Regions from separate parts of the Mus musculus genome. Here region 1 is linked to region 2. The links are chromatin contacts, called in public promoter capture Hi-C maps. All regions are on one chromosome and are shown on one strand. Each heading gives the region's core, a stretch centred on a gene start, on an enhancer-like site or on the middle of the called end of the contact. The rest is flanking DNA. Distances are from core to core; before and after follow the strand shown. Region 1 has its middle 15 kb from the start of Gm30187. Region 2 overlaps Pknox1 (Pbx/knotted 1 homeobox).

Region 1 (2,991 bases), core at 27-2,526, 97 kb after region 2:
ACCTCCTGTGTGGCTCAGGAATCAGGTGTGTGATAATTTGGCAAAATTGGGGCCAGTGACAGGAGTTTGCTGGCTGGTTTTTACAAAGGGTACCCAAGGTGATCTCACTCACGGCAGGTCTTCTCAGTGACCTGCCACAGTGGCCCTTGAAGCCAGCTGGTATTAGTGACACTAGCCTCCGAAGTCAGGAAGGCTCCCCAAACTGCAAGAGGATGCACGGTGTCGATGGGCGGCTCTGATGCCTGCTGAGAATGGAACTCTGACTGGGAATGGGCACTTTTGCTCCATTTTGCAGATGAGGACATTGAGGGCCACAGGAAGGGCTTAGAATGATGGTGCCCAGGGCCGGAACCGACTACCCTGGGTGGTTACTGTCCAGGAGAAGCTGCTCTTTTTCCTGAAGTCATCATGTCTCCAGGATCCCCCCCTCCCCATCAGCAAGCATGGACCTGGGGTCATGTCCTTAAAGGTGGTGACCTTGAGCAGATCACAAGGTCACTGGCAGTAGGAAGACCTTAGGTGTGGGAGGAAGCTTGGCAGAAGCACAGTGCGCATTTCACTTCAGAGACAGCATTGACTTTGCATCTAAGAGCAATAGAGGGGCTGGAGAGATGGCTCAGCGGGTAAGAGCACTGACTGCTCTTCCAAAGGTTCTGAGTTCAAATCCTAGCAACCTCATGGTGACTCACAACCATCTCTAATGGAATCTGATGCCCTTTCCTGGTATGCATGAAGACAGAATGCTCATACAACATGATATACATAAATATAAATCTTTAAAAATATCCAAGTGACAGAAACAAGAGGGAGACCAGATCTCAGCACTTCAACACAAATGCTCTTTTCTTTGTATTAATATTCTTGCAGATGCCCTTCCAGGACACAGGGCACTTTGCCCTATTTCTGGAGCAGGTGACAGGGCTTCCAGTCTGCCTATGAGGTAGGCTAGAAGCCTTAGGAAGAGCCTCAGTAGCCAGGCGGTGGATGCTTTTATTATAGCCTGGCCTGGCTGAGCAGGGGTTAATCAGCTGGGCAGAGAGGGCACCCACTGGGCAGAGTGTCTAGCTGGAGCTTAGATTCACAACAGCTAGCTCAGCCAGGATGCTATGCTGGAGTGCGTGGAATCCCAGGGGTTAGGGTTAGGGTTAGGGTTAGGGTTAGGGTTAGGGTTAGGGTTAGGCTGTGGGCTCTGGATGAACAGCCAGCAACCTTCTAAAAGAGCACACAACAGGAAGCTGTTATCCCATGACGCTGTTGGCTCCTACCAATAGAACTACCTGTTGATACCAGGGCTTGAAGATGAGTATCTTACTCTCAGACAGTCCAGGACACGAGGCTTAGGTAGCAACCAGGATAACCCGCTCAGGAATAGGGTGTGGAGGGAACAAACCCGCTCAGGAATAGGGTGTGGAGGGAACAAACTTCATTTTTCTACCCATCCTTCCAACAGAAGAGATTGGGAAATCTGTAGTCCTGAGGGCTGGAAACTAGCTGGATAACACGGAGGCTGCGGCTGGATTTCACATGGCCGACAGGGGGCGCCTTCTACCCAGTTCCGGACCTACAGTGGCGGCTGGTTCCCCTCCTCCCTCAAGGCTTATCATCCAAGGTGCCTCAGCTGTGCTGGGGTTGACGCACAAAGGTGGGACACTGGCCTGCTGGGAGGGAAGAGTGGGGGTGGGGTACATGCAGGGGCGGGAGGATGACGGAGTAGGATGGGGTGAGGTAAGCGGTGAATCGTCCTGCTTGGTCACCCCTCTTAGGTAAGGTCACGACCCTACCCTGGAAAGGGGCCCTCTCCACCACCACTAAAAGCTCTTTGATGCCCACGCTGTGACTCAAACGCGTGCCTTGAATGTCACCGCGACACCAAGAAGATAAGAATAACTCCGGTTTGAGGAGCAGTGACCTCATTCAGTCCCACCTCCCTCTTGCTGGCACAAGGCCAAGTTGCCCACTGCTCTGGGCTTCAGTTTCTCCATCTTATTACTTGGGGATTCCAATTCTCAGTTTCAGGGCTGTAAAGGGGGGCGGGGCAGATGGAACTCAGCCGGCTAATAACAACCAAGAGAGCAAGGATGGGGGAGGGGGAAGAGGGACAAAAAGGCAGTGGGAAGTTCTAGGTACCCACTAGTAAGAGGCTGATGTAACTTCTATGTCTTTCCTTTGCTGACTTGAACTTGTTCTTGGATCCCACGTCCCTGGAAGGGTAGATGCCCTCAATCCAAGGCCCATGACAGCGCTGTGGGTGGGACCCCATCCCCACAGGTGCCCTACTGTGCCCCATCTCCACTTCAGGACTGAGTTGATTCAGTCGACACAGGCAGGTACATGTACATACCCACTGCACACACCTACTACACATGCTGCAGGCTGTGGATAAAAGTCGGGGGTGGGGAGAAGATGGCGTGGGGGTGTGCTCTTCACAGAGAAACGGGAGTCATCTATATGGTGACCTGAGCCCGACTTGCCAGGTACTGCACTGCTGCTCAGGGTTGTCACAGATCTTAAAGCAGGTTGACCTCCTTTGTGTCTACCTGTGACTGGGATCCTGAGCATCTACAGTGTGTGTGTGTGTGTGTGTGTGTGTGTGTGTGTGTGTGTGTGTGTGTGTGCCTGTGCTGGGTTGCGTGCACTCTCTGAGGGTAGAGGTGCATCTGTTTTGCCACAGTGGCACTGGCCTTCACAGCTCTGGACAGAGATGCTAGAGCCTGGATTTCATGGCTCCTGGGTCTGCTGGGAGGGAAGAGAGGAGGAGGGAAGGTGGGCGTAGAGCTCTCCCCTCAGTCTGTACTATCTGCATGAAAGTGTAGCCGCATTTCATATTAGCCACAACCCTGGAAGGCAAGTGCTACTGTACTTGGTTCAGCAGAGGGATGCTTTGAGAAGCTTGCTATATAGGAATTACCAGAATTTTGGGGTGCCCCTGTATGCCTGTAAGGCTGTGGCCACATTTTTCTGGGACCCTCCTGTACTTTTGTTTGTTTGGTT
Region 2 (3,100 bases), core at 452-2,951:
TGAGTTCATTTCCCCATCCTGAGTAAGGTATTCATCAGTCAGTCCTCAGTTTGTCTAGTTTGTCTGTCTCTCTCACTGGGTCCTGTACAAATAGGAACTGCTCTGTTTGTTCCCCTCCTGACCTCTGTGCCATTTGTTCCGGTTTCTTGCCTCATTGCATCAGTTGAAATATCCAGCGCTGACTAAGTGTGAAGGCAGACTTCCTCTTCATGTCCCTGGTCGCTTCTGGTGCCTCTCAGCCTGTGGTGTCGACTCTGCATGTATTCCTTCTGTCCTGAAGCATCTGGTTGTCGAGAGCTGTTACCTGAGCCGAGTCTAAGGAGGAAGCTGTGATCTGAAAGCAGGCTCTCTCTGCTCACCTCCTGGGCATGAACAGCGGGATCATCATATCCAACATGGCTGGTTTTGCATCTCTCTAGTTTCCGTTGGGACGCTTGCTTTCTGAAAGCCCATCTGTCACCTGCTTCTGCTCTATGGCCCTGGCCTCCCCTTCCTTACTGCAACATTATGATACTGTTTCCTTTACAGTTTTGAACATGGATTTTTCTGTGTTGTAATTATTCTCCCACTCTGTGTGTTCTGACATTCAGCAGATTCAGAGTGCCATCACAGGCACGCTCAGCCCCCAGGGAATCGTGGTGCCAGCATCAGCCCTACAACAGGGAAATGTAACCATGGCAACAGTGGCAGGTAGGACCATGGAAACACGGACACTTTTTCCACGAGCTTTTGCAGAAAACTGATCCATTATTTTAGAACGAGCACATACATAAGTGTCTCTTACCTTCCTTTTTAACTCCTGTGTCTTACTGAGTGCCAGTCACTGATATAACAGTGCTGGAGTCCAGAGTAGTTTCAATACCTGCTTGTTGATTTTCAACAAGTATGTTGTACAGATTGTGTTTCTCTACCAAAAGCATTTGGGAAAAGGTTTTCTATAGGGATTGAATACACACAGCAAGGGGCTGGAGAGGTGGCTGAGCTGCTGAGAGCACTTGCTGCTCTTCCAGAGGATTCAAGCCTGATTCCTAGCACCCACGTCAGGGTGCTCACCACCATCTATAACTCCAGCTCTGGGAGGTCCCCTGTGGGCACTGCACTCCTGTGCCTATACCTATACATTCACACACATGCATGCATAATTAAAATAATAAAGTAAAAAGAAAACATATAGCAAAAATTAAATTATGATTTCAAATAATATAGTTTTAAAATACTTAGCTGATGGGTGTGGCACGTGCCTGCATGCACAAGTGTAAGCATGCTTATGTATATGCATGTATATGCATCACAGCATGTGTGTGGAGTGCAGAGGACAACTTTCAGGAATCACTTCTCTCTTTCTAGCACATGGGTCCCACGGATTAAACTCAGGTTATCTCTTCTTGGTAGCCAACACCTTTACCTGATGAGTCATCTTGCAGCTTCTCACATAAAATAGTTTGTGATTGTGCTAGTCACAGGACCCACAAACTACTTAGTTGTATCATAAATTGATGGTGCCAACCAAGTGGAAATATTGCCTTAGTCTTAGTTTTATTTTTATAACAAACCCTTTATAGGACAGGACAGATGAAGCATTTTCTGCTCTGTGTAGAATATTGCAGATAGAAGCATCATGAAATGGAGCAGGTATGGAGGGAGTGATAGATGCTCAGCACGCCTCACAGAGCAGTGTAGAGGGAACGTCACCAGAAAGAGAACGGTTGCTAAGAAACATAGCTAGGGTGCAGGGTGGCAGAGTACCAGGAGGCAGAGACAGGTGGAGTTCAGAGAGCTCAAGGACAGCCAGGCTACAAGAAGGACCTGTTTCTAAACACAAACGAAAAAGAAGAGACCAGCAGACAGCTAGAATAAAGATGGCCCTTATCTGTACCTTTAGTCAAGTTCTGGATACGTGCTGTTTGTGGGAAAGAAAAGCAGACGCAAGCAAGAGGAAGGGCCCACTTCGTCCCCAGTGACAAGGGATGGAGCCATGCAGAGCAGAATTGGGGTGATAATTTGTCTGACCAAATAGTTTGCAAAGTATTGTTGACCATTTGAAGTAGCTAAAGGCTCCCCAAAAGGCTTTTTGTTTTTCCCTAAGCACAGCAGGAAGAATGGCTTTAACTCATCGAGACTGAAAAGCAGTTCATCTTTAAATTCTCTTTTCCTTTTTGAGGTGGCACAGTGTACCAGCCTGTCACCGTCGTCACTCCGCAAGGCCAAGTGGTCACGCAGGCATTATCTCCTGGGACAATTAGGATCCAGAACTCACAGGTGTGTGCCACCTTCTAGATGGACTTGTTATGAGTGCTGCCTGGGTAGGGAGCAGTGGAGCGAGCTAAGCTGTCCTTGTGACTGTCATTTATTGTCAAGTAGCCTCTGGTTGGTTTGTTTCTTTTCATGCTTTATCTGCCTTATTGGGGAAATCTGCAAATTTCAGAACAGTCTGAGACTCCAGGGAGGTTATTCATGGCCCTGGAAGCAGCCATGCCCAGTGGCAAGGCTGGTTTATGGGAGTGTTCGCTGTGTGCGCTCACCAAGACTCCAAGTCCAGGCGGAACAGCCAGGTAGAATTTTCAGAAGCAGAGCCCAGACTGTACCCCTAGCCTGAGGCAGCATCCCAAGTGCTGGAGGCACCCCGGGCCTCTGTCTGACATCCTTGGCATGATTGGGGTCCTGTGTTGAAGCCAGGCTCTCATCTTTAGGCGTTTGGCTTCCAGAACAAGAGGTGACCTGTGACTTACCATGGCCATGGTCATTCTACAGTCTTCCTATTCCATTGTAGTAAAATGTAGATATTGGATCTTCCTGGCTGGAAGACCCTCTAAGTTCTGGAAACATGACTTTTTTTTTAATAATTTAAGACAAGGTTTAAAATATAGTTCTTTCTTTGTGCACATGGCTTCACTCTGTGAGGTCTCTGTCCATGTCTCATCACGGATTCTCATGCCTAGCCCTGGGTGTGGTCCAAGTGGGCTGCAGTGACTCAGTGGTCTGGGTAGTCTGGAGCTGCCATCTTGGCTACAGAGGTTTGGGAGCCACACTGGAGAAGAAGACTCAGGTGTCACTGACATAGGCGGCAGCTTGAGAGCTGACCTGAGCTTCGTGACTGCTC

Evidence for each region. Capture Hi-C pulls out chosen DNA fragments and counts their contacts.
Region 1: a promoter capture Hi-C map of pancreatic islet shows a contact between it and region 2. The contact joins two enhancer-like sites. A contact is called at or near these places in 5 of 39 promoter capture datasets (the 3T3-L1 cell line, the HPC-7 cell line, embryonic stem cells and 2 more), 1 of 115 datasets of contacts at active chromatin or transcription factors (embryonic stem cells) and 3 of 9 other capture datasets (adipose tissue, liver and pancreatic islet).

The regions. Positions count from the first base shown.
Region 1 is chr17:31,691,880-31,694,870 of GRCm38.p6, forward strand. No RefSeq gene overlaps it. Among named protein-coding and RNA genes, the nearest start is that of Gm30187, 15 kb to the right of the region's middle. Within about 2 kb of position 1,277, at least 93 of the 459 cell types and tissues checked have an H3K27ac peak or open chromatin away from gene starts, as enhancers often do. A contact at or near this core is called in pancreatic islet, where this site is marked.
Region 2 is chr17:31,594,635-31,597,734 of GRCm38.p6, forward strand. Pknox1 (Pbx/knotted 1 homeobox) reads left to right here. Exons shown (of 11, transcript NM_016670.3): 6 at 591-690; 7 at 2,162-2,259. Among named protein-coding and RNA genes, the nearest start is that of Pknox1, 31 kb to the left of the region's middle. Within about 2 kb of position 1,702, at least 17 of the 459 cell types and tissues checked have an H3K27ac peak or open chromatin away from gene starts, as enhancers often do. A contact at or near this core is called in pancreatic islet, where this site is marked.